6 separate regions of the Mus musculus genome follow, and regions 1, 2, 3, 4 and 5 are each linked to region 6. A link is a contact called in public promoter capture Hi-C data. All regions are on one chromosome and are shown on one strand. Each heading gives the region's core, a stretch centred on a gene start, on an enhancer-like site or on the middle of the called end of the contact. The rest is flanking DNA. Distances are from core to core; before and after follow the strand shown. Region 1 holds the start of Tmem243 (transmembrane protein 243, mitochondrial). Region 2 holds the start of Rundc3b (RUN domain containing 3B). Region 3 holds the start of Abcb4 (ATP-binding cassette, sub-family B (MDR/TAP), member 4). Region 4 holds the start of Crot (carnitine O-octanoyltransferase). Region 5 holds the start of Dmtf1 (cyclin D binding myb-like transcription factor 1). Region 6 holds the start of Gtpbp10 (GTP-binding protein 10 (putative)).

Evidence for each region. Promoter capture Hi-C pulls out the DNA fragments that hold promoters and counts their contacts.
Region 1: a contact with region 6 is called in a promoter capture Hi-C map of pre-B cells. The contact joins the promoter of Tmem243 here to the promoter of Gtpbp10 in region 6. A contact is called at or near these places in 2 of 39 promoter capture datasets (cranial neural crest and pre-B cells).
Region 2: a contact with region 6 is called in a promoter capture Hi-C map of pre-B cells. The contact joins the promoter of Rundc3b here to the promoter of Gtpbp10 in region 6. A contact is called at or near these places in 2 of 39 promoter capture datasets (cranial neural crest and pre-B cells).
Region 3: a contact with region 6 is called in a promoter capture Hi-C map of pre-B cells. The contact joins the promoter of Abcb4 here to the promoter of Gtpbp10 in region 6. A contact is called at or near these places in 2 of 39 promoter capture datasets (cranial neural crest and pre-B cells).
Region 4: a contact with region 6 is called in a promoter capture Hi-C map of pre-B cells. The contact joins the promoter of Crot here to the promoter of Gtpbp10 in region 6. A contact is called at or near these places in 3 of 39 promoter capture datasets (cranial neural crest, pre-B cells and second pharyngeal arch cranial neural crest).
Region 5: a promoter capture Hi-C map of hematopoietic stem and progenitor cells shows a contact between it and region 6. The contact joins the promoter of Dmtf1 here to the promoter of Gtpbp10 in region 6. A contact is called at or near these places in 4 of 39 promoter capture datasets (cranial neural crest, hematopoietic stem and progenitor cells, pre-B cells and 1 more).

The regions. Positions count from the first base shown.
Region 1 is chr5:9,099,401-9,103,881 of GRCm38.p6, forward strand. Tmem243 (transmembrane protein 243, mitochondrial) reads left to right here and starts at 1,337. Exons shown (of 5, transcript NM_001081029.1): 1 at 1,337-1,459; 2 at 1,817-1,995. The coding sequence starts at 1,918.
Region 2 is chr5:8,621,365-8,625,797 of GRCm38.p6, forward strand. It overlaps Rundc3b (RUN domain containing 3B), which reads right to left and starts at 1,588. Exons shown (of 11, transcript NM_001347311.1): 1 at 1,124-1,588. The coding sequence starts at 1,248. The region is part of intron 2 of Abcb1a (ATP-binding cassette, sub-family B (MDR/TAP), member 1A); the gene reads left to right.
Region 3 is chr5:8,891,345-8,896,022 of GRCm38.p6, forward strand. It overlaps Abcb4 (ATP-binding cassette, sub-family B (MDR/TAP), member 4), which reads left to right and starts at 2,377. Exons shown (of 28, transcript NM_008830.2): 1 at 2,377-2,563; 2 at 2,744-2,820. The coding sequence starts at 2,750.
Region 4 is chr5:8,993,965-8,998,561 of GRCm38.p6, forward strand. Crot (carnitine O-octanoyltransferase) reads right to left here and starts at 3,182. Exons shown (of 18, transcript NM_023733.3): 1 at 3,140-3,182; 2 at 2,488-2,583.
Region 5 is chr5:9,160,364-9,164,723 of GRCm38.p6, forward strand. Dmtf1 (cyclin D binding myb-like transcription factor 1) reads right to left here and starts at 1,413. Exons shown (of 18, transcript NM_011806.3): 1 at 1,251-1,413. Gm46901 (predicted gene, 46901) reads right to left here and starts at 547. Exons shown (of 1, transcript NR_166570.1): 1 at 1-547.
Region 6 is chr5:5,557,621-5,562,208 of GRCm38.p6, forward strand. It overlaps Gtpbp10 (GTP-binding protein 10 (putative)), which reads right to left and starts at 1,921. Exons shown (of 10, transcript NM_153116.2): 1 at 1,813-1,921. The coding sequence starts at 1,845.

The sequences.
Region 1 (4,481 bases), core at 87-2,586, 3.5 Mb after region 6:
GGTGAATATAATTTCCAAATATGTATGTTACCTATTTTACTATAAAACGTTGCCTATATGTTCTCTTGTTTCTCAAATAACTATACTTTAAAAAATATACTTGTATTTAAAGTCTTTATTTTTTCCCAGAATAATATTTCCAGAACTTTAACCTTTCAGAATTTTAGACTTTATGGATTTTGATTTGACTGTATATCAAATTTGGTATTATGGCATCTTTTGGGGTTGTTGACCAAGGCCCATAATTACTGTGTTATTTTGGTGGATAGTTGCTTAGCACACAGCAGATTCTCAAAGTATTGTTAGTTTTTATTTTATTATTTTGAGACAGGGTCTTGCTACTTAGTCTAGACTGTCCCTAATATTCAAAGGATTACAGCCTAGAGCCTCAAAAATATTTTTTGTTGAATGAAACTGAATATAAGTAAGTGAATTAATTTGTAGGACCTTTTAATATGAATCTTTAAATAGAACTTTTAATAGAAGTGGGTGCTGGATTATGTAGTATTGCTGTTGTTAAGGTAAAGTCGCGAGTAAACAGCTAATTTGTAAAACACGTGTAATGATTGGGCAATGGGGATATGTATAATACTTACGTGTACTCAGGGCTGGAAGTTCGTTGTGGTTGTTATTCCATCCCTTGTTCTAAACTGTTGCGTGGCACTGGAACCCATGTCTAGATTCTAAGCGTTCGTGGAGGTATCGCTTCAGCTTAGAGTCTCCTGCACACTAACACTTTCCGAACTTTCTTGAATCTAGCTAGGTATTAGTGTCAGCCCAATCCTATTAGTGTAGTTGTTTGGTTTTTAGCTTTTAGGAAGAACTTCAAATGTAGAGCGACGGTACTTGTGCAGCTTGTCCATTCCATTCAGCTCTCTAAGCCCCAAGACTCCAAAAAGGCCCAAGATGCGAAGCTCTGGCCTGTGGCAGCACCCCCACTGGACCAGGCAACGAAATACCTAACTGTTTATGTAAACTAGGACCTCTTATTCTGTGTGTAATACAGAATAAAACACGCATACACGATTGCCTCCGATACTGTAAAGTGTCCACATCCAAATCCTGGAGTGGTCGAAGCAGGTTGTCGGGTTTTAAGACGCCAAATTCGAGTCGGTCTTCAGAACCCTGCTTTAGCCACTACGTGCACCGCGCAGCCGCCAATTGCCAAGAGGCGGAGAAACGCTTGGCAGCGGGGACCCGCGCCTCGGTGGGACGACCCGCACCTCTGTAAATAAAGCTCTGCAGCCCAGGCGGCGCCTCTGCCCGTGGGATTGGCTGCCTGAGTCGTGACGCGATCTGGGCGGGCCCGACCGGTTTGCGACAGTGGCCGCAGGTCCCGGACCGGAGAGCCCGGGGGGACTCGCCGCACGGCGCCGGCGTCCGGCCGGCGTGTGGGGGCCACGGCTCGGGGTCGCGGCCGCTGCCTGGATCCGCCGCGCGCGCGGCGCGGGACGCCGAGGTCTGGCTTGCGGGCGCAGCCGGGGCTGCGGGGAGCACGGGGGACGGGACGCGAGCGGGCGGATGCGGAGCTCTCAGCCGAGCTAGGGTGGTGTGCGGGGCCGCCCGGCCCGCAACTTCACTCCCGCCGCCCCGCCGCGCGGGGGACTCGCGCCAGGCAAACTTTCTCCCGGTGGAGCCCCGGCCGAGATTGGGGGCGGCGGGCGCGGGCGGGGCGGCGGCCAAGCGCTGTTTGTTTCCTTTCACTTCCCGCGGCGGCCGCTGGAGATGAGGACGGCGGGGCTGGGGCGGAGCGGCCAGGGGCCCCCGGGAGTGACAGTCGCCCCGTCGGGATTTCCCGCCCTCCCCACCCCCCCAGGGCCCGGGCCATGCGTGCGCCGTGAGGGGCGGGCGTCCGGACTTCGCGAGCTGATGCGGACTCGCTTTTGAGCGTCCGGGGACGAGCGAAGCAGCCCTAAAATGGAGGACTTTGCTACCAGGACCTACGGGACCAGCGGCCTGGATAACAGACCTCTGTTCGGGGAGACGTCTGCCAAGGTGAGTGCGGGAGTGGGCCCCGGGCCAGAGTGCGAGAATCCCGCCTCCCTCCACCCCGCTGGCTCCTTGCAGCCTGCCTGGAGGGTACTTGGAAGTGGGAAGAACTGTTCTTGCCGTCCCGCCCCTCTCTTGGGATGTTTGCCCTGCACTCTGCACCAAGAGCAGTTTGGAGTGGAGAAAAGTTCAGAAAGTTCTGGGCAGTTTGTGGGAAGCCCTTACGGAGAGTGCGGAAACCCCACCGTGGAGGGAAAGTCCTGCGAAGGTTGCATAAGCGCACTTTCCAGCTCCACACTTCAGGTGTGCGTCCAGGGCTTTAGTGGTTTCAGGAGTGCATCGAGAGCCCAGGGTTGCTTCTGATGATTGCTTACCTAGAGTTCTTAAGAGGATGAGGATGTGAAGCAGCTCCATGAAGGTGGATGTTGGCCACAATCCCAGGAGGTGATCAAACAAAGGGTCCCAGCTCTCAAATAGGCAGAGGCACTAACCGTTTTCTAGAAGCTTGACTAGATAGAGCCTCTGGCCTGCAGTCAACAAAAGTCTTTCTCTGTACTTAGCGTTAACTTTCTGAAACTTGCTCCCCACCCCCAGCCCCCTTGCCTTGGGGACAATCAAGAAACTCTGTATTCAGCATAAAACTTTCTCAGAAGTCAGGGCAAGATTAACCTGTAGCTCTCTTACCCTCCCCCCCCCCCCACTTGTAAATGACGTTGGTGACTGTAGACCCCCTGACCCCTGATAGGAGCAGTCAGCCTTTGAAAGTTGCTGTGGTTACTGTAGAGCTGGGTTTCTTACCTTGTGGGAAGAGCCTGTACCACACACAGGGAACTTCTCCACCTGGCAGTCATGGGGAATCCTAAACTTGGAAGCTGCCAGTCTACCATGAAGATTACTTATTATTAAATTCCATATAGAATTTGATTTGTCTTGGGGTGCTTTACTAAGACATTTCAAGATGGATGTCTGGCTTCTTGTAACTTCGCCTAATCTCAGCTCGCCATGCTTGGGAGCTCAAGTTCACTAATGCTCCTTCCGTTATTTGCAGACGTTACTGAGCGCTCATGTGTGTCTATTTGGTGTTAAAGGAAAGCAGTCAGGAACGGGAGATCTGTGCATATCTGTGCATAAAGTGGAGATTCTGGTGACTGTGGCCTGTGTCACAGCACGGAGGGCATCATGCATTTTGGGTACAAAGATGAAACTGGTCTCATTCATATGAAACATTTGTCCAGCTGTCCACAAATCAGGCTCACTGTCTCTTGCGCATAGCTTTCTGAGTGCTGATTGAGAGTCTGGGTGATTCAGACTTTTAACTTCATAGGCTCTGTAATACAGCAGCACTGGGCTTCCCAGTGGACTTGTCTGATGCAGACACTGAAGCTGGCTGGGCTGACTGAGATAGCTCACTGTGTTAGTTTCAGCGCTTGGGAGGCTGGGGTAGGAGGGTCACTTGATCACAAGGTTCAAGATGAACCTGAGGTACATAGTGCAATCTTGACCCCAAATCAAAACCAGGAGCCTTAAAAGCAAAATAACAACCCCCCACCTCCCTGACAAATGTGTAGCTATTGAGAAATAATTGATGTTATTGGCTGGCCAGATGCCTACTGCTTGAAAGTTTCCTACCATCCGTCATCCATTTGAAACCCATCCAAGGACATCAGTATCCAAATATATCTCTGTTCATGACACCCCTGAGTTCAAGTGTACGGCGATTTTTTTTTTTTTTTTTTAAAGATTCATTTATTTATTATATGTAAGTACACTGTAGCTGTCTTCAGACAATCCAGAAGAGGGAGTCAGATCTTGTTACAGATGGTTGTGAGCCACCATGTGGTTGCTGGGATTTGAACTCCGAACCTTTGGAAGAGCAGTCGGGTGCTCTTACCCACTGAGCCATCTCACCAGCCCGTGTACGGCGATTATAATGCGCTGCACTACTTAGGCAGCTCCAGAACATTGCAGCACTGGCCACATAAGCGAAAAGTTAAGAATAATATATAAGTTTGCTACAACTTGGGAGTTGGATAAGTTGCCTTGTGAGGTGGACGGGGCCATTGCATATACATTCCATGGAGTGGAGAAAGGAAAGAGATCCATGGTTTGATGTGGGGCAAGTCATGTTTCCAGTAAATTGCAATGCCTAATCTGGAGATTAAAGCACCTGCCTTTGTTTATAGCAAGAGCTTTATGTGTAGGCCTGAGTGGGGCAAGGAAGAGTGCAGCCATTTCCTGGGATGGAGGAACGGCTGCTGGAGCGGAGTCAGTCTTGGGAATTCCGAGACATCAGTCTCTGTCTCCTCTCTCCTCTCTTGCGTGTGAGTGGCTCTGGCTTCCTCCTTTTCAGATTCCAGGAAACTAGACCACAGTAGCCACTTAAGTGGAAACTTGGTAATAGTGAGCTGCTGTTAAACAAGCTGAGAAAATCACGACAGGAGAAAGCCCATTCCCTTATGACAAATTCTTGGAGCTTTTAGTGGTCTCGTTTC
Region 2 (4,433 bases), core at 338-2,837, 3.1 Mb after region 6:
GATGCAGCATAAATGATTCAAGAAGCACAGGTTAGGCTGGAACCTGCTTTGAAACTCATTTCTTTAAAAAAATAATTTTAATATCTTTAAAAGATAAGACTACCCAACTAGCTTATTTTTCTATGAATCTAACATAGAAATTTGCCTCAATTTAAAACAATGTAATAAAGCCCATCTGTCCCAAAAGCTTGTATTCTACACAGCACAAATGATAAATATAGTCTATATTACTTTACCACTTACAATGCAAACTGTGAGCAAAGCTCTTCCTGAAAGATGAGCATTCATTAGAATCCAACTTTTTAAAAGTTGCTTAAATACTGAATGTCATTCCTACTACAGATATCTGCAATCTGCTTAAGATGCTAGCCACGATTTTACATAAGGAAAAAAAAAAATAGACATAAGCCAGAGAGGCAGGAAAGGTTTCATCATTTACCTGATAACAAGAGAATTATCAGTAGTTGATGATTAACCAGTATGATGGAACAAAATCATTTTTAACAGAGCGTATTGGCTCTGAGTAGTTACTAAGAGATGGATGCCTAGAATATTATAAGACTTAAAGAAAATTTATCAGCTTGTTCAAAATCAGTTTTTTTCTGAATTCTTGATTTATAGATAGTGATGATCTATTTCTATAATTCCTGGAGGAAGGGCTACATTTACAACCAGGAAGCACTTAAATAAATGCCCAAAAGGACTGACCAGGAGTCTTCCACAATTGCACAAGCACTGTAGTTGACAAGACTTAGATACCCAATACAGATAAGGGCCGAGGGAGAGGAGTGAAAATGCGTACGCCAACAAGCGACAGCAAGAGAACGCACAGGGATTTGGGGACATCTCAGTAACTACTACAGCAGCTGGATGCTGCTCTTCCTCCGCCCTCTTCTCCTCAGACGCAAGCTGGCCGGTTCCAAACGGTTCCTCCCCGGCTCCGCCCCGGCCCTCCCCGGGCAGCCTCCAAGCGAGGACCCTGAGACGCGAGGGCTAGCCCACGGCCTCGCGGGGAGAGGCTCCCGCCCCTCTGCAGGGCCCCGCTGGCCCGCGGACACGCGCGGCACGGGCCGCAGCGCCGAGCCCCAGCACCTCCCTCAGCCCGGCGCCCGCAGCCCCGCACCTGCACACGGTGATCAGGTTCCTCCTCTCCACCGCAGCGTTGCGGGCGCTCAGGCTCTTCTTGCCGCCGCCGCCGCCGCCGCCGCCGCGGCTCCCGCTCAGGCCCCCCAGGCTCCGGGAGGCCATGGCGGGCTCACCTCCGCGCCCCCTTTGTCTCCAGCGGTCCCGCAAGCCTCGCACACCTGTGTCCCCCGGCCTTCTCTCAACGATGGCAGCCCGCCGGGCGGGAGAGAGGCGAGGAAGGAGGCGCGGAGTAGGCAGGGTGTGGAAGGCAGTCAGTCGGGCACCGGTACCCAGGCTCCACGCGCGCGTGCACACACACTCACACACGCTCTCTCACACATACACACGCGCTCACTCACACGCACGCACGAGCCACCTCCACCCTCGCTCGCGCGCGCGCGCGCCGCCGCCGCCGTCCACGAGAGAAGCGCGCGCGGGCGGGCGGGCGGGAGGGCGGGCTCCGAGTCTCCAGGGACGCCGCACCAGCGCCCGGGCGAGCCTGTCACCCCGCAGGCCTAACCGCACGTCATTCTTCCAGCAGGGCGGAGCCGCTGAGGTGAAGCCCCCCTCCCCACGCCTGTCTCACTCAGCCCCCGCCCCCTGCACCTATGGGAACAAGGCCGCTACGGAGAGAGCCAATGACGAGAGGTGGGGGCGGGACCCGCCCCAGGAGCTTTTAAAGAGGCTCGCTTAAGCCCCGCCCTGGCGCGTGGGCCTCTGTCAGAACGCGGGTCGGCTCGTGCAGCACCTTGGTGAGCCCGGCGAGGCAGCCTTGGCTTGGAAAGCCGGCTTTGCTGTGCCTACTCCACGGTGACTGTGGTCCATAGTCACCCTGACAAGGCTAAGTTCATGGCAGATTCCTGGTCCTGAGGCTTCAGTAGCCTCAGCAGGAGAATGCCATAGTTGGGTGGGGTGGGAAGTGGGGGTTACCTAGAATAGAAGAAGAGTTCCATTTGTCCCAAACGCCCCCTTTGAACCTGACAAACAACGACACAGTGGCATCAGGGAGTGCGCCCATGGCATTTCTCTTCCCGTGAATCTGGTCAGAATTCACCTCATCTTACTCAGTGTCCAGCACAGCCTTGAAACCACATTGACCATAGAAAAACGAGTGTAGTGGGGATGTCCAGTCTTGGGTTCTGTGCAGTGAGATCTGAACTGAATTGCAGCTCGTGAGCCATGGAGGAGGTTTGTCAAGGGCAGAGGGAAATCCTGCCTTGGAGTCCCAATAAGCCCCTTGGGAGGACCACTTTGTAGTCTCTACTTCTCTGGCTTTACCTCTGGCTTTACCTATGGGAGGCTACGGGCTTGAGACCCTGACCTCTGACATTCACCTCAGACTGCCTGTAAGTATGTCCAGACTTCAGGTTTTGTTTGTTTGTTTGTTTGTTTTTAAATTTTGAAAATCTAAAATCAGGACAAAGTCTCACCTCTACCTCTTAAATATAATTATGTTAAAATAAAAATTAATTATTAAGAAAATTTCTACAAGGGAGCTAAAACCATCCAGTGGAAAAAAAGACAGCATTTTCAACAAATGGTGCTGGCACAACTGGAGGTTATCATGTAGAAGAATGCAAATTGATCCATTCCTATCTCCTTGTACTAAGGTCAAGTCTAAGTGGATCAAGGAACTCCACATAAAACCAGAGACACTGAAACTTATAGAGGAGAAAGTGAGGGAAAGCCTCAAAGATATGCACAGGGGGAAAATTCCTGAATAGAAGAGCAATGGCTTGTGCTGTAAGATCAAGAATTGACAAATGGGACCTCATAAAATTGCAAAGCTTCTGTAAGGCAAAAGACACTGCCAATAAGACAAAAAGGCCACCAAAAGATTGGGAAAGGATCTTTACCTATCCTAAATCAGATAGGGGACTAATATTCAATATATATAAAAAACTCAAGAAGGTGGACTCCAGAAAATCAAATAACCCCATTAAAAAATGGGGCTCAGAGCTAAACAAAGAATTCTCACCTGAGGAATACCGAATGGCTGAGAAGCACCTGAAAAAAATGTTCAACATCCTTAATCATCAGGGAAATGGGAATCAAAACAACCTTGAGATTCCACCTCACACCAGTCAGAATGGCTAAGATCAAAAATTCAGGTGATAGCAGATGCTGGCGAGGATGTGGAGAAAGAGGAACACTCCTCCATTGTTGGTGGGATTGCAAGCTTGTATAACCACTCTGGAAATCAGTCTGGTGGTTCCTCAGAAAATTGGACATAGTACTACCAGAGGATCCCACAATACCTCTCCTGGCCATATATCCAGAAGATGTTCCAACTGGTAATAAGGACACATGCTCCACTATGTTCATAGCAGCCTTATTTATAATAGCCAGAAGCTGGAAAGAACCCAGATGCCCCCCAACAGAGGAATGGATACAGAAAATGTGGTACATTTACACAATGGAGTACTACTCAGCTATTAAAAACAATGAATTTATGTAATTCCTAGGCAAATGGATGGACCTGGAGGGCATCAGCCTGAGTGAGGTAACCCAATTACAAAAGAACTCACATGATATGTATTCACTGATAAGTGGATATTAGCCTAGAAACTTAGAATACCCAAGATACATTTTGCAAAACACATGAAACTCAAGAAGAACGAAGACCAAAGTGTGGACACTTCCTTCGCCCCTTCTTAGAATTGGGAACAAAACACCCATGGAAGAAGTTACAGAGACAAAGCTTGGAGCTGAGATGAAAGGATGGACCATCCACACCCGGGGGTCCATCCCATAATCAGCCACCAAACACAGACACTATTGCATAAGCTAGCAAGATTTTGCTGAAAGGACCCTGATATAGCTGTCTCTTGTGAGGCTATGCCAGTGCATGGCAAACACAGAAGTGGATGCTCACAGTCAGCTTTTGGATGGAACACAGGGCCCCCAATGGAGGAGCTAGAGAAAGTACCCAAGGAGCTGAAGGGATCTGCAACCCTATAGGTGAACAACAATATGAACTAACCAGTACCCCCAGAGCTCGTGTCTCTAGCTGCATATGTAGCAGAAGATGGCCTAGTCGGTCATCATTGGGAAGAGAGGCCCCTTGGTGTTACAAACTTTATATGACCCAGTACAGGGGAACTCCAGGGCCAAGAAGTGGGAGTGGGTGCGTAGGGGAGGGGGGTGGTATAGGGGACTTTCGGAATAGCATTTGAAATGTAAATGAAGAAAATACCTAATAAAAAATTGGAAAAAAAAAAGAAAATTTCTAGAGCAAAGGATGGTGGCATACTTCTACAACCCCAGAATTCTGATAATATAGGTAGAAGGAATACCTTGCTTTGTTT
Region 3 (4,678 bases), core at 1,127-3,626, 3.3 Mb after region 6:
CTTTACCTAGCCTCCCACAGTTTTTACTATGAGGTACTAAACTGCAGCTTCTAGCCTCAGAGAAACTCAGACAGGCAGATCAGCTGCAGGATTGATAGCAAATTGTTTATGGCCTAGTTTCTGAGTGGAGACAAAATGGAATAAAAAGGACTCTTCAAGGTATATTTTAAATAGTTTTAATTTTTTTCTATAATAGTGCTACTGGGATTTTAGATGGTACAGCTTTTCATCTTGGGCAAATATATAAGTGTAGCTATGGAGATGTGACCTCTCCTTCCCTGTAGACACTGTGGGCCTACCTCTAACTTTTGTGCTCATGCAGAGAACCTCTTGCAAGGACAACCTTGTGGGTTGGATCAGACAGTCAGAAAAAGTAACCCACTTCACTCCTTCCAGGTTTTTGTTCATTTATGTTTAATTCAGACTCTTCTCATTCCTTCATGAGTCTTGATTCCACTCCCTCAGGCTGTCTTATATTAGAGATTGGCAGGCATATGTCATCCCTTAGACACTACTGAATTCTGTAATGTCCCCCAGTTACCTAAAACTCCCCTCTTGAACTTAGCAATTCTAACTGCTTTCACCTCCGTAGTTGCTTTAGCCTCGGGATACCATACAATAATAATCTGAACACCTGGTAAACTGGTGAAGGAAAGGCCTTCTGTTCCATCAAGACAACTTCTTGTGGTTGGGGTAGACTGGAAATTGAGCCCAAATATGTAACTACATTCATGTCTATCTCATAGTTGCAATCAGCTCCCCCTATGTGAAGAGCCAGATGGAGATGCCCAGGACACTCAGCTGGATGTATCTGCACGCTCTTCCCTACTCTCCCGCCCATCTCTTCTAAGCTTTTAACCATGACAGTAGTTGTCATTTAGTAAGTGTGGAGGACACTTTATACTCATTGTTTCCAACCTTACTAGATCCCCTATTTTAATGGATGTTGAGACTGAATTGAGATTTAAATAACCCATCCAAAGCCAGAGCACCGGTAAACGGCAGAGCAGAGCTGCCTTCAGGGTCTGTGTGACAACTCTTCTACTCTTCATACTTTAAGGTTGTCTGGAAAGCAGTTAGACAGCTATTGTGCAAATGCCACACAGAACAAGGCTCAGCCGCAAATTCAGCCACTGGACTAGGAGAAAAGCAAGCCACATATTATACAGGTGCTATGTTTTAAAAGCAACACTAAGTACTTTCACAGTAACCTAATAAGGAAGACAGACTCTTAAGAAACTGAAGCCCAGAGAAATAAGCAGTGCCCACAGCCACACACTGACCTGTGAAGCTCTTAAGTATGAAACTTGCTTGCTTGAAGCTCAGAAGGTGTCGCTTTATTATCTGATTTAGCGCCTTCGTTTTGGGAAGAGTGGAGAAATCGATGAGAACTCACAAGGAAGCCATATTCACATAGGCCCTAAGAGTAAGACGATTTGGCATGGAGGGATTAGAGTAGGAAATCAGAACAGCCACAGTCAATAGGCTTTGCATCGGTGCCAGTCTGAAAGATGCAGCGTTGGGAATGGAGATGTTACTTAGCTTCTCTGAACACCGATGTCTTCACTTTTGTGAAAACCAAACCAAAAGTACGTGCTTTTTTCTCTCATTTTATTTATTTTCTGCACGTGGTTTGATGTATAGGAGTGCACATGTTCCATGATGCATGTATGAAAATCAGAGAACAATTTGAGAGACCATTGTCTCCTTCCACTATGTCTGTAGCAGAGATCAAATTCAAATTGTGAAGCTTGGAAGCTAGCTGCCTTGTCTGGTCTCAGTGGGAGAGGATTCACCTATTCCTGCAGAGACTTGACAAGACAGGGTAAGGGGGATTGGGGAAGAGACTGTGTGAGGCGGGTACCGAGAGAGGGGGCAGAGATCAGGATGTAAAATGAATAATATTTTTTAAGTGTGTGCTTTTAATAGGGGAATCCTTTTCAGCCCCCAAGTTCTGTGTCTCTATGTGCCCTCCCCCGTGTGGGACACCAGCGATATTCCTCATCTCCAAGGAGTTTAAGCTGACGATTCTGGGCTGGACCTGCTTAATCTTCAGCATCTGGGGTGTTAGTTGCAATTTGGTGCCATATAGACTCGAGCCGAGGATGCATAAGTGGCGACCTCGCTACTTAACTTCCTATTGGGATCTCAGAGCGCCTGGTTGTTGAACTGGTGGAAATTACTTCCCCAGTGTGTTCTAAAAGAAAACTCAGCATGGGGGAGGTGTGGCAGTCACTTTTAGGGGCCCGTAGCCTGCCAGAGGAGGCATCGAGCAGGCTTATCGGCTGCAGCTGGTGCTGCGTTGCGGGCTGCTGGCAGCTCGCCCGGGTGGGCGGCCGCGGAGACGCGCGCCCCTGGCGGCGAGGGCGACACGCTGGTGGCGCTGGGGCCTGCAGAGCCTGCGGGGCTTGCGGGAGCTCTCCTGCGGGCCCGGGCCCTCGCCCCCGCCGCAGCGGGAGGCGTCGCCGGCGCCGGGTGCGTGTGGGAGGCGGGGACGAGCCGCGGCGAGCAAAGTCCAGGTCTGCGCGCCACCCGCTGCGGCCAACACGCGCGTGAAGTTCAGGTGAGGGAGGACGCGGCGGGAGAAAGGGACCGAGGGAAGGCAGTTGCGGTGGGACCTGCCGGGGAGCGGCTGCCACCAGTGCCCCCGGCTCTGCGCCGGCTCTGCGCGGAGCCTGGAGGTCCCCCTCTCCAGGCAGCTGAGCCGGGTGCACTTGGACCTGAGGCTGTGGTTTCTCCCCAGGCTGAGATGGATCTTGAGGCAGCGAGAAACGGAACAGCACGGCGCCTGGACGGCGACTTTGAACTAGGCAGCATCAGGTATACAGGACCGCAGAGTCACTGGCTTTTCCGTTATAGCGGAGTCCTGAAAAGAAGTTGTGAGAACCGGTTGATGCCTCCGGCCTTTGGGATGAAGTCTTTAAGTGTTCTTGAGGACTGTCTCCCAGGCTCCTTTTGGAACAGGTTCAGAGAGAAGAGGCTGTCTTCAAAAGCGCCCCCCTCCCCTGGACACGGGTGATTTGATGAATATTGGCGTTGTGTAACATTCACTGTATTTTTATAAAGTAAACGTTTCACTCTTTTTAGCCATCATCTGGCTACTCGAGTTGGTAGAACTTCAGACACCTGCTATTGATGGCTGTACTTCTGAACAAGGGTAGCGAAGCAAGGCCCCCCTCTTCCTGTGTTTCTCTTCTTTGCCTCGTCTTCCCCTTCTCCCATCTGTAGACTGTTTGCCCTATTTCTCCTCTCTAGGGGGTGACATGGAGAACAACCTCATTCTTCACTAACTTCTGCTTCGAAATCAGTTTTTTTCCCCCAGTTGCAAGAGGGTGAACCTCGACGCTTCCCCTGCCAGTGGGTCTGTCTTTCTCCCTGACTCTCGTTCTCCCCCAGCCACAGTGAAGCACACATACGGCTTTCTGTCAGGCAGAAGGGCCTAGGCAAGTGTGTGCGTGTTTCCTCTTTCGCTGTGGGGACAGTGAATCATTTTTACCCTCAGCTTCAAATAGTTTATGAGGCTATTACAGTCTCTGAGTTCATGCTAGGCCACCCGGAACAAACTGACATGTGTCATGAAGTTGTCTTCTAGAGGGAGAAAATTTATCAGCTTCTGTAGTTGGTTCTCAAGCTGCAAGGGGCCTGATTAGCCAACTGACAAATATGCCTATCTGAATCTTAAACTGAAGCATTGCTTCTGTTAATTGCTTTGGACCGTGGCATCGCCCTACTCATTCTTAGAATCGTGACATTTATTCACAGAAAATTTAGGTTTGTCCATATCGAGTCATAAAAAAGCAAAAACAAAAACAAACAAACAAACAAACAAACCCCAAATGTATGGATGGTGTTACTTCTAATAGAAAAATGTGGTTTTGTCATCTGGCAATTTAGGCTGGGGATGACTGTGACTCTATTAATAGATGGCATTTTCACGAAGACGGCTATTTATGTATTATACTGGCTGAGCACACTGACTAGTATTAGAAGGAGCAGTCCCTGGAAAAGGTGTAGTAACACTCAGGGCCCAGGAAGCTCTCAGAAGAAGCTCACAGCATGTGGTTAGGAAGAAGGAAACACCTCAAAACCGAAATACACAAAGTTAGAACTAGCTTGATATTGTAAGATTACAAAATGAAATATGGGACTAATTTTTATATAATAATACCAAGGGCGGTACCTTCAAGGAAAGCTAAGCCCACTTCTGTTAGGCACAACAAACTGAGGAGGGCTAATATACCTGTTCTAGATATGCTGCATAGCCTGTGGCACATTCTCTTGTATATATTCAGTGGCAAATGTCCATCTGTTGAAAGGTACCAAGTGTGAAGAAAATTAATGAAGACTGAGAAAATTAGGAGAACATAGCAGAAGTGTCTATCCATTTTAAGGAGGGTGGTTAGGGTAGGTCTTATTTTTAAGTCAATTACTGAGAAAGGGGAAATAAGCAGAAAGAACCATGGGTATTTGGGGAGCATTTTCTGGCAGCAACAATTTAGAGCTAAATGATCCTGAGGTCCGGACTGTATTTGTTGCATTCACAAAGTAGCAGAGAAACCAGGTCTGCCTATCTGAGCAGCTGGGAGCGGGGGATGGTGTCATGATGGTACCCTCAGAGAGTGTGGACTGAGTAGCCAATATAAAGGTTTTGATTTCACTCTGAGAAGAAATGGAGCCA
Region 4 (4,597 bases), core at 1,932-4,431, 3.4 Mb after region 6:
ACAGGCCATTAGAGAACCTGCAGAGATTCTTGCTGAGTGGGTAGGATTAGATGTGTAGAACAAGATTATGGTCTGAGAAACTCTCAAAAGCATATGCAGAGGTGTGGAGCATGGGATATTATAGACTGTAAGAATTCATGTGACAGGCTGATGTCACTTAACGCTGTGCAGATGGCATGGGCCCTAATCACACTGGCTTTGAATATCACAAACCAAACTTCAAAATTTTTCTACATTTGTGGTAATTTTCATCAAAATAAAACTAACACCATATATGAATAGGCTATATTGGTAGAGTAAATAATAAGATTTCTGAGAGAATCATTTATAGATCCTATATAAAACCAGTAACTAAGAAAACAAAGAATTGATACTGAGTGAAAACTTCCTGTCCTTTTATATCCTATTTTAAAATAGCAAAGTTAAATAAAATATACTATTCATATGTTATAAAAGTTAACAATAGCTGGGCGGTGGTGGCGCACGCCTTTAATCCCAGCACTCGGGAGGCAGAGGCAGGCGGATTTCTGAGTTCGAGGCCAGCCTGGTCTACAAAGTGAGTTCCAGGACAGCCAGGGCTACACAGAGAAACCCTGTCTCGAAAAAAACCAAAAAAACAAACAAAACAAAACAAAAAAGTTAACAATATCAAAAACAAAGGCATGGCGGATTATTTTTGACTAATATCTTTTTCTCCCATTATTAACCAAATCTAAAATTTTTGCTGTATATATTACTCTTTATCTCCGTCTCAGTGCTGACCCAGCTGGCTGCCAACCAGAACAAGCACCTTGGACCCATTTACAGAAGCCATATTGCCAGAATCACCTTTCTGGTCCTACTTCTAGATGTGAAAGGAAAGGGAAGGAGAGGACAAGGCGCAGTGCTGGGTATGGTGGCATGTACCTAGCTGCAGTAGCAAGAGGACGCTTCAGCCCAGGGTAGTATAGTGAGACTAGATGATAACAACAGAGCCCTCTTGCTTTCTTAATACCATGTCTTGTTGGCTTTGTTACAGCGAGGAGGTTCTACTGTTCCAGTAACATAACCAGACAGTGCATAGGACCTCAAAGCTCCACCCCTTCCGTTTTACTGCTTACATCCCATTTGAATATTGATAAACCACTTTGGATCTAACAGAATATTTAGGATCTCGGTCTTAAATATAGACTCAGCCATGTTCTAACCATTTGCTCCTAGGCAAATGACTAGAAAAAACAGGACCGTTTATTTGGTAGTGGGCTGCCATAGCACACACGGGGAAGTCAAAGGACAGCTCCCAGGAGTTCATTCTCTTTTCTACCATGTGGGTCCTGGGGATCACACTTGGGTCATCAGGTTTGCCTGCAGGTGTCAATATCCAATGAGCCATCTCACTGAGCCTCAAAATTTGTCTTTTTTTTGGGGGGGGGGGTTAGAATATTACTATATACCCCAGGCAGGCTTGGAACTAACTTTTGTCAGACAGGCTTGCCTGAATTCACATGGGTCAGCCTGCCTCTGACTCCCTAGTGCTGGGAATATATGCCACCAACACCCACCCAGCTCTAGGCAAGTAACTTTAATTGAATCTCTTTATCTTGGCATGTATAACCATATAATTAGTCATCAGACTTTTTAATGCCATAAAAACAACTCATCCTGAAACAACTATATTATGGACTATAATGGGCAGAATTGTTATGATGACCTAACTCCTACCTACTCTTTTTAGTCCCCAGAACTTGTCATTATGATAGAACATCATTACTCCTATGGTTGCAACTGGGTTTCACCTACAAAAAAAAAAAAAAAAAAAAAAAGGCTTAAAATAGAGAGGACCTAACCTAATCATTTGAGTGCTTGAGCAGAGATACTGCCACACCTCTGTGTCTACATCTATGTCTTTAATGATCTGTGTCTACATCCATGTCCTTAACGAACTCAGAGACAAACAGGACTTGCAGGAAATGGGATTAATCCTAATGCAAGTGAACAGGGGTTAGACTCTGCCAACTCGAATGAACCTGAAAAGGGAGTCTCCCCCTAAAACTTCAGAAAGTAACTCATAACAGAAACCCTGGTCTCTCCTTTTGTGCGTCCATGCAGGGTAAGCAGCTAAGCTTGCTCGGACTTCAGATCTTCAGAAACTCAAAGTCTGTGTTCCTTTAACCGCTAAACATGTCACTGTCTGCTGTAACAGCAATAGGAAACTAATGCAAGCATGCCGGGCAAGCTGATCTCATTACACTTCCTTGTCATTTAACAGATCCCACAAAGAAGACCAGAGTACTAATTTTATGCCTGCTGCAGTGCTTAGCCCCTGCAAGGTTAAGCCGACTACAGATTCTTTAAGAGTTGTCTTAAGTTTTCAACCATATAAAACTAGTTAAACGATTCCAATAAAATTAAGAAAACGATGACAGTGGACTTTCTGAAAGCAAGGTGATGTGAACGCGAGAGAGGTGGGAAAATAGAACCAGGAAGTAAACAAATAGGGTCACATACCAGTAAACCACGAAGAAGTGCTCAGGACCTCCAGGAGCCTGCTTGAACAATTCGGAAAGGAAACCACAGGGAACCCGAACTGGCCAAGCCTGGTGACTGTGGAAAGGAAGAAATACACTCAAGTAAAGATCAGGAAAGGAGAAGAGGATAGTGACAGAAGCTGGAAATACAGAGAACGGACATCTGCTAGACATGAGATTTATATCACTACAGAGCTAGCTATGTTCCAAGCAGCCTATCAGATGGACCCAAGGGGCACAGGGAACCTTCCGGTGCCCGCGGGGAGGTTGCAGCAGAAGCAGAAAGCAATAAAGTTCAGAAACTCCTCCCACCAAAACAAGGGCAGCTTCTCACCGAGGATAAGGACAAGGGGAGAAAAACCAAGAAACATGCACACGCAAAACCAACCAATCGATCAAGCACTCTAGCACTCTAGCACTCTAGCGAGGCCGGTGCAACTGAGAGAGGACACCCCAAACCAGAAGGGCAAGATGCTCGGGGGGGGGGGGGGGCACCACGCCCGCGCCAGACGGGGCGCCTGGGCGCACAGCCCGACTGCACTCAGCTCGGCTTCCTGCTACTGCAATACCCTTCGACCCCCTCGCCATGTGGGAGGGGAAGGAGAGCGAGCAGCCGGCCCCAGAATCCTCACCTCCCGCGCCCCTCTTGTCCCTCTGCGTCGGCCTGCAGGCTCTGGGCTGTCCTGAGGCCGGACCAGAACGGAAAACCGCGAGGGTCCCGCCCTGTGCGCGTCGGGGAACGGGATTGGACGGGAAGCCGCGAGGGTCCCACCCCGCGCTGGAAGGGGTGGGCTGTCGAGGCTTGCTGGTCCCGCCCCCGCCGGGTTCTCGGGCTCTGGTGGCGTCCTAGGCTGCAGACCCCGGGAACGCAGCAGAAAGTCAGATAAGCGCCCTGCAGTCCCCGCTACAGCAGCTTCCTTCCGGATGCTGCGGGAGATTGGCCTCCGTCCAGAGATCTACCCACTCTCGGGCACAGCCCTGTGGCTGCGTAAGGAGGCCCACGGCTCAGCCTGCTTTTCGCCGAACTCTTAGGGGCTTGGCGCTGTGTTCTTTCTTCCCAGTCGCTCCCCCTTCTTTGTGCCAGCCTCCTTTGCATGGCCCAGGCAAGCATTTATACTACTTTAGATATAAATTTAAGAATTTATACTGAGACATTTTATTTTGTCTACCCTGTGTGCTGGCAAGAGAATAGCAGGCGAATGGATCCGGTTTGGCCTCGTCGCCTCTTTGAGACTTAAGATTTGGCCAACTCCCAGCCATCTAGGGCAAGCCCTTGCAGTCTCTAGCGATGGTCAAGCTTCAAGCTTTGGCCTTGCCTGAATATTTTTATCATCCAAGAAGTTGCGTTTTTAAAAAGCTAGCACGTCCTAGAGGAAGACTATGAGGTATTTTTAGTTTCACAGGTCAATGCCCTTTTTTTCATTTACCTCCTGAAATAAATTGATACAATTTTAAACTTATATACACTTTTTATTTGTACTTCTGTTTTGTTTTCGTGGAAGGAAAAATATTTTACCTGCTCCTGCATAGTTAAGTTATTCAACAGTTTAATGACTTCATTTCAAATTAGTATATTAAAAGCTGCTGTCTTTCCGAAATCCTTTTGAGTTTCCCGCAGAATTACTAATATGTTTCATGACTGCACAGCGTTGCTGGAGGTATTACATAATCAAGCTGGATAATCTCTCTAAGCTTGTCAAAGTGACTGTGTTAAAGAACTTTTCCCCCTCATAGTATGTAAGTGTTCCGTTCCGGATATTATATTATGCTTCGAAAATAGAATTCTTAGACTGACTGGATTTCTCAGAAACCTTCATTGTCTTTTTTTTTTTTTTTTTTTTTTTTTTTTAGTAAAAAAAATTTTGGCACCTCTTTAGAAGTTTACGCATATTGAATGTTTGCTGGTGGCAAAGAATTTAGGGTCACTCACCTTCACTGTTTTTGTGAGTTTGGTAATCTCACCAAACCAGGCCTTTATGCAGGGTCTTTAACACTGAGCTACATTCAAGCCCTGCTGCAAGTTTCTCTTCTTCCTGGTTTTGTTAAGCAGAAACGGTGTCTCCATGAAGATCTTGGCTTCTCATAAAAAG
Region 5 (4,360 bases), core at 163-2,662, 3.6 Mb after region 6:
GTTTAACCAAATATACAAAATTGTATCACTATTCTACCACAGTAAAAAGCTAGTAATATTTTGTTATTATAGTTGTTTTAAATGTTATAGTAAATTACTCGAATTATTAAGGTAAATTTAAGACTGGCCTAAAGAAATTTGCAGTACCAGAAATAGAAAATCTATAAGGAAAATAGCCTTTGATGTTTGTAAAACTTTCAATATAATCAAAGGTCTTTTCTTTCTTAATTTACAGCCTAAAAGCCACAAAAGTTATTTACAACACGAAAATATAGCTCTAATTAATAAAAGTCAGTACATCTAGCTTAAGACATAACACATCACAAACAGTACTGAAATGCATTTTTCTTTGGAGGTTGTCCCAAAGGAAGTCTAGCTGTCAGAAAGAGGTACAAGGGCTGACAAAAGCAATCACGGGCTATCACTCTTTCTTTAGCTACACCGAAGTCTTTAACTATAAAAACATATGCTGTATCACTGAACAGCACAGGATGGCACTGGACCACTTCTTTCGGAGTAAAACTCGTTAAGGTTGCGGGGAGATTCTCAAAAAAAAAAAAAAAAAAAAAAAAAAAAGTTCTTGCTAGAGGGCCAAAGAGGGTTTTGAAACGCTAAAGGTCTGCTCCGCACGATCCTGACAATTACTAGTTGGCTGGGCCAGGACTCTCCCCGCACCCCAGGCCACGTCCCGCGCGGTCTCTAAAGAGAAAGTCCGACTGGCAACCATGACTTCCTTCGCTGAGTCCAACCGGCGAGGGGCTCACGGGCCAAACGAGCCGAGGAGAAATGGTGGGCTTGGGACGACCCCCGCCCCCACTGCCCTGCCCACCCCACCCACGCAGCCGAGGGGGCTCAGTGCACCCCAGCCAAGCCAGGCTGGCAGCTCCGCCGCCCAGCACGCACACGCCCGCGGGGCCCCCGGCGCCGTCCTCCGCGACTCGGGCCCACCCCCAGGGGTCCCGGCGCCATTTAGTTCCTCCAGCCCGCCGCCATTTTCCGCCCCCACCGGCTCGCCGCTGCGCCCCAGGGATCGCTCGGGAGTTCCAGCCGCCAGCGGCCGCTTGAGCCGGCGACGGAGACCGCGGGCGCGGCGTGCGGGGCCTGCCGCGGCGGCTAAGCGAAGCCCGGACTCCGACCCCGCCCGCGGCACCCAGCCGGCGACAGCCAAGGCCCGCGAAGGGGCCGGCTCGGCCGCACTGGGCGGAGCGGCTGCGGCGGAGGCCCGGACCTGAAGGTTCCATCGCACTTACTTCCTGTTTTGGGTCCGGGCACTTTGGAAGAACCAGGATGGAGGCTCCAAAAAATACCAGGATGGAGGAAGCAGCCGCGGGAGAGAGTGGCTGCAGCTGGGGTGAGCGAGCGCAACCAGCCACCGGAAACGGAGCCGCGAGGCCGCGCCCCGCCCCCGCCCTCCCAGCACCCCCCCTGCGGCCCGCCTCTCCTGGGGGGCGGGCCCGCGCGCCACCCCCGACGTCACTTCCGTCTGCGTCGGCAAGCTGATGGGTTGCTGCGGAATCGAGCGCCATTCTCAGCGAGCGATAGGGTCGGACGGTCGCCGTCGAGCTGTGGCGGGTGATAGACGTAAAGGAGGGTCTTTCCCTTGGCAGGCGTCTGCACCATCTGTCTTTTAGTTTCCGCAATCTCCGAAGCGAAGAGGGAGCGGTGTGTCTCTATAATTCTTGTGAAAGGTGACCTCCGTGAGTGTGACCTCGCTTTTAGGAGACTACAGTTCTTTATGCATTTAAAGTTCAGTGCTGGTAGCTATGCCGAGTGCAGCTCTATTTTCTGGATTCTTAGAGATGAACAAAATAGAAGCCCTGTTCCCATGCCAATCTTTAAGAATCAGGTTCATACATGAATAGATGCATTTTGACCATATTTACTCCTTCCTATCCACTCCAACTCCTCCCCGTGTTTTCCCTGACATGCCCCCGACTCAAATTCATGTCCTATTGTAGGGGTGTATTTCTGGGTACACACATGTAGCCCAGATGTACTTCAGTGTAGGGCTGCGCCCCGCTTGGACGTGGGAAAACAATCTGATCTCTTCAGGAAGGAAGTTGACTCTTCCTCAGCAGTCTTGACTGCTTGTAGCTCCCTAGCCAGAGATGGAACCTTGTTCGCCATCCATGCTGGAATGTGGAGTGGAGTGGTGGTATGCATGGGACCACAGCTGCTGAGTGGTGGGTGTTAAAACAGAAGTCTTCCCATTCCCCTGACTCTTTCAAGTTTTCTGCCCCCCATCTTCAGCAACGCTCCTATACCTTTGGTGTAAGGATTGCATTATAAAAACCCACTTAGGGATAGGCATTCTACAGTCACTTAACTGCACACTGGTCAGATGTGGTTTTCTGCCATAAACACTGCTACAAAAAGTGCAGACTCTATGATGAGAACATCAAAAAAGTTGCCTTTTGCCCCATGCTGGGCACAATTGTTCGAACCTATTAATTTCAGCAGAGAAGAGGTTGAGGCAGAAAGAAGACTGGATTTTGAGGCAGTGTTGGCTACATAGAACACATCTCAACCAAACCAAACCAACCCAAAAGTTCTAAGATACACAATTCTGAGCATTGGGGTTCCTATTGGTGTTGCTTTTATGATTCAGCAGATACACGTTATACTTTGCTTTCCTTTCACTACTAGTGATACACAAAGTCCCATTCCTAATCAAGAAGCTGTTTGCAAATGGTAGATCTGGGGAAAGGGAAAATCATTTTTTCCCCCCAGGGGAGTGAAATTAGATGTATCAGGCATACTCTTAAATCAAGCAAGGTTCATAGGAGTTGATGGCCAATGCAATTTGGAATCACAAGTTTTTTACAGCAGCTTTATTCACATTTGCCAAAACATGCAACCAACCAAGAGGCTAACCAGGAGGTGAATGAATAAACAAGCAGGCACATCTATTCAACAGAACTTTATTTGGCACTAAAGTAGTGAAGAATTAAAATATATGTTACGTAGTAAAGAAAAATCATCCAAAAATTGATGTATGCTAAGACTATGCCATTCTGATTGTCTTATTTTTCTACTGTTATGAAGAGACACCATGGTGAAGGCATTTTACAGAAGAAAGTTTTAATTGGGGCTTGCTTACAGTTTTAAATGATGAGTTTATAATCATCACGGACGGAGGGGAGCATGGCTGCAGGCAGGTAGGAATGGGGCTTGAACAGTCCTTGAGAGCTTACATTCTTAATTGCCGAGCCATTTGGGTATGTGTAGGCTTCTGAAAGCTCAAAGTCTGCACCCAGTGGCATGCCATTTCCAACAAGGCCACACCTAATCCTTCCCAAAGAATTTCACCAACCAGAGACCAGACATTCAAACATGTTAGCCTGCAGGGGCCATTCTCATTCAATCTGCCAGTGGTGATATTCTGTAAAGGGCATTGCTATGGAGACAGTAAAATTAGTGCATCCAGGGGTGGAGAAAATGAATAATGTGCGGGGGTTCCTATAGCATCAAGGGCTCTGTGTGCTGCTGAAATAGCATGCCTTTATAGTTGCAGCAAAACCCACAGGTCTGATAGATAAAATAGAATGAACTCTAACATAAACTATATCTTCTGTATTAATGGTGTGTCAGTATAGGTTCATTCGTTATAACAAATGCCCACTCTTGATTGTGTGTGTGTGTGTGGGAAGCCGTGAGGTATGTAGGAATTTTCTCTACTTCCTGCTTAATTTTGTGAATGTTAAAAAAAGTCTTTGTTAAAAAATGCTAAGAAAGGGCTAAATAACCCTGAACTTGAATAATGTAAGTCAACATTCTCTGTGTTCCTGTGTGTTGTTCATATGTGTTAAACTCATGTAATCAAATACTTAATTGAAGGTTCTACAAGTGAGTAACATTTTACTCAGGAACCAAATGCAGTTGTAGAGTGTGTCCAGGTCACACAAGCAAGGGGTACACTCAAAATTGTAGCCTACTCACCCTGCTCTATTTCAAAAATATACTTTGGCAAGTGTCACCTCATGATGAAAACAAAACATAGCCAGGAGCTGGAGAGATGGCTTAGTGGTTAAGATTACTGACTGCTCTTAATATATATATATATATATATATATATATATTTATAAATATCTTCACTAAGCCAAAGTAGTAGTCACACTTAAATTTCAGACTTCCAGCTTATTCTTATCCACAGAATCTTAGGTAAGCTTGCACTCTACTGACATACAAGATACGGAGGGAGACGTATGGAGGACAGGGTATAGAGCTTCCATGCCATCTTTAGATGTGTCACATTCCGAAAGTGTATATATCTTAAGATATCCAGAAGCGATTCAGAACCCTACCCTGGGTTTATGGAGGCCATATTCAAATGTGTGATTGTGCAAAAGGGTATGATCAG
Region 6 (4,588 bases), core at 671-3,170:
TTTTCATTCCAAACCTGACCTCAGTGGGTACTAGTAACTCTCCCCGCCCCCACCTCCAATCCCCGGGAAAAGTTAAGCTATTAATAGTTTAAAACAACTGAAAGCAGAAGTGCCTTTCACTTACATTTGAAACCCTTTAAATAAGTAACCTGGTGGGTACCCACTCAAATTTTGTTTTGGGTTCCCTCCAAAACAAAATGTTTTTATATATAAGTACACTGTAGCTGTCTTCAAACACACCAGAAGAGGGCGTCAGATCTCATCACAGATGGTTGTGAGCCACCATGTGGTTGCTGGGATTTGAACTCAAGACCTTGAACTCAAGAGCAGTTAGTGCTCTTAACCACTGAGCCCCCAAATATTTTAAAATCATCATCAGCAGCAACAGCAAAAAGCTGTCCCCTCAGTTAATTATCAAAGCTTATCTGCTCACCAAGACTGAACAAACAGATGGCTTTTCCCCAAAATTTTTGCATTCCAAGAAGCCTAACTCCTTTCCAGGACCTCTGTCCTCTTAGAATCTTGACTGTGAACTCCAAATGGTCTTTCAGGGTCTCATCATTCCTTCTTAATGCATCCGCCACCATGAGCCAAGAGCATCTCTTTCCCCCTTAAGTGAACCCGATGTCTATGTCTCTCTTTACTCAGAAACAGTCGTGACTTTGGGTTTTTACTGCTTCTGAAATAATAAAGTTTACAGTGCTGGATTCAAAGCCCTCACCGGATCTCACCGGGACAGCTGTCATTTGTTGGAGCCTTCCTGTTCTTTTCTGAGCTGCCCACTCTCCCTGCCACTCTATTCATGCTTTCTCCTCTGTTTAGATTATCATTTGTTCTTTCTATCATAAACCCATTTTCTGGTGTCAGTTTCAATGTATCCTCAAATACAACTAAACTATGGCTTATGGTTGTATGATCTGAGGCCTCCTTGGCCCATCACTCTCACTGACTGGCTTTTCAGGCTTCCTCGGACACTGGATTATATCCTCTGGTACTTTCCATTTAGTTTCCCTCACTAGGTAGGTAACTTCTTATAAAGCCAGTGTGTCATAATCCCAGGCTTTCAAATTACAGAGCAATCGTTTAAATTAATATTCACGTTTTTGGTAATCTGCAGTACTTTTGGGTATCAAAAAAATCTGTGGGTTTAAAAAAAAACAAAAACAAACTGAAGGTTGACCACCCTGAGATATTCCTGGTAAGGGCTTTTAAAGCTGTGTTCAGTATGTGACTTTTTCTTTATTTTCTAGATTTGTCATATTTATTAAGGACTCTCATTTATAATGGCTGTTCCTAACAACAGCTTATGTACATGACCTCTAGCTTTCACACACCGTTGCCAGTTAAGCTCACTGAGATTCTTTTTTAATTGAGCGGTTGGTTGCAGATTGTTATAAAAGTGGATTTTAAGACAGGCACTACATAAAAATTGACGTAAAATCTCTATATGAGGCACAGCAAACACACATTCTGACTTCCAGAAAAGTCTTCAGAAAGATATCAAAAGCAGTGTAAAGGAGGAGAAATGTATAAAAGCAGGTTATGGACTCTCTTTTAAACAATGAGAACCAAACCAAACAAACAAACAAGCCGGCACGTGCACCGCAATGCCGGGTCTAAACCGCAGGCAGGTCCCCAATTATCCTCTCACGTGCTTTGGGAACAATACAGGAATTCCCTAAAGCTGGACCCCAAACGGCCATCAGCGTGTCACTGAGACACAATCTTCTCCCAGGAGACGGGAACCGAGGAACGACAACCCAGGAGGAGAGCGGCGAAGACACCAAAGCTGGGGAGACCCCCGTCACGAACCTTTCTCAACAAAGCGCAACCGCAGCGCACCATGAGCTCCAAGGGGCAGGACTCCCGCCCGCAGAATCCGGACAAACTTCGGTCGGGCGCGCGTACTGACGTCACTACTGGTCGCAGAGGTGACGTCTCAGCGGATCCGCGCCTGCGTGCTGCATCGCGCTCGAGGAAGGTGGGCGTGTGCTTTGGACGCCTCTGGGTGCAGGAAGGAGAGTGCAGAGCCCAGATTCGTCTAAGTTGTGTGCAAGGGGAAGCAGGGCTCCGGGCAGGAGTCTCTGGAGTTGACGCTTTGAACGCTATGCGCTGGAGACTGGCCTGCCTCACAAACATTTTTATGGTAGCTGAAGAACCTGAGGTGCCAGGATTTTCTCACGATGAAAGACCCCTCCAACAGACACACTTGTACAAAACACCGAGAGCTCTAAAAGACTGCTGGATGATGGCTTGAGCAATTTTTCTAGCCAAGGCTTAAACTTCAGGAACCAGTCACTTAAAACTTGTAGCACAGAAGTATTGAAAGAAGTGTGACGATCTAGATTTTTACAAAGGATGATGTGTGCAGTGGAGGCAAACAGAAACCCCAACCTGGACTCAGCCGAGAGTTTTCACCTTTCATTTGAAGGCTGTCCTTGTGAGAACACGAGAGATTACATTCCAGCTTGGAGAGGAAGCTTCAGAAAAAGATCACTGAATGGCAGGCCCATTTCGCCAATCTTTCTGCCAAGTCTTTAAGTGAAAAAGGCACACGAGCGTACTAGAGGGGTCTCCCTTCACTGCTCATTTATTATTTTCTATCATTAGAATTATTAGGTTTAGAATCCTTGGCGAAATGTGACTCAGTCATGGTCACTGGCCAGGGCAGTGCAGCTGAGAGTAACCTTAAGGAATTGTTATGTTCCGTTTTTCAGTATGAGGTTGATTTAAAGTTAGTTACAGATAGCCCGAGGTCCTGCGCCTCTAAGGCCGCTTTCCTAGCTGGAACCTGGCAAAGGCTAGTCTTGAAACTCTGAAAATTGCAGTTACGGGCATTCTGCTACATGCCTGAGTCCTAGACTAGAAAACAGGACTCCAATTCATTTAGATAAGGTTCTGCATCCTAAACAATAGGATGGGGAATTTGGGAAAGGAGCGAGTCCTATTTGGAAGTACACAGTGTGGAAACTACTGCTCAGTCTAGATTAGTTTACTGTTCCTGGACTTTGAAGCTGTCATTTTCATTTAGATGTTTGGTTGGTTGGTTCTAGCCTCTGTAGATTAACATTAAATATTGACCCAAATGTCAGATGTTAGCCTCAATAAATATACTTACTATTTTAAAAACCAGAATATTAAGTTGCTGTTATCATACTTTTCCTGTTAAATCTAGAAAATGTGCTGCCATTTAAATTATGCCAAAATGTTTAGCCTAATGCACACACCTTCTAATGTTTATTTATGATTATTGAATATAGGCCCACTCTCTTTCCCATAACATACACAGAATATAATAACAATAAATAAAATATAAATAAGAAATTGATATCTAAAATGCTAAGGATCATTGATGATGTAAGCAAAAGAAAAATACATATACCTCAAACAAAACATTATCACAGCAAGATATTTTATTATAATTCTGATAATAAGATAGTAGAATAAACCTTTTAAATCTCTAAACTCGCTCTCCTAAAAATATGCTGTTAAAATTGACTTGAGATGAGGCTGGAGAGATGACTCATTGGTTAAGAGCATTTCCTACTCGTCTAGAAGACCAGAAGCCACGACCTAGCATCTAGGTTAATTGTCTCACAGGCTCATGTAACAGCTCCAGGGCATCTGATGCCCCCTTTTGGCTGCTGAAAGCACCTGCACTCATATGCACATATCATCACACAGATATGACTGTGTGTGTGTGTTTGTGAGCATATGCACACACACCCCCAGACCTGAACATACACACATATAATTTAAATATTTAAAAACTGGAATTAGGTGACCCAGAGGATCATCCAGATCTTATGCAGGGGTCAGTATTGCATGAACATTCTGGCATTTCTGTTAAGAGAAGAACATACTTTCCCAGGAATGTGGCTTATCTAAAGACGAAAGTAGGCAAACCACTCATCTCAGCAGCACTGGAGAATTCTTCATGTCACTCATCAAATTCACACATGACTCACTACATAACTCATGATTTGATTTTAAAATATTTCAGAACAATTGCTTTAATTGTTTAATTGTGTTAAGAATTTTAAGCATTTCCTTTTGAATTTTTTCTTTGATTTTTTTTTGTTTTTGTTTTTGGAAAATTCATACATGTATAAAGCTCATTTTGATTATTGTAACCCGTCATTTTCTCTTATCTACTTCCTACCCCAGTTACCCCTCTTCCCCACAAATCTCTTTTCCAGTCATGTCTCTTCCTCCTCCTCCTCCTCCTTTAAGAACCATTGAGTTTAATCAGAATTGCCTGTAACAATGGCTTTGAAACCATCTATTGAGCCTGACAGACTCCTCAGTGAACACATAACAGAAGACAATGGCTGGATTCATCATCAGTAGCCACAGTAGTTCAAGAAGACGTAGAGCCATGAAATTTCCCCTTTCTGATCCATGATAGCCTTCTACTAGTTCCCTGCTCATAGGTCCCATCTTGTACAGGCCATTGCAAACACTCACAACAGTTTGAGGTCACGTTTGCAACAGTTCTGCCACGTCCAGAAGACAGCATCTCATAGTGCTTTCACTGTCTTCCTGCTCTTACATTCTCTCTGCCCCGCCCCCTCTTCTGGATGATCCC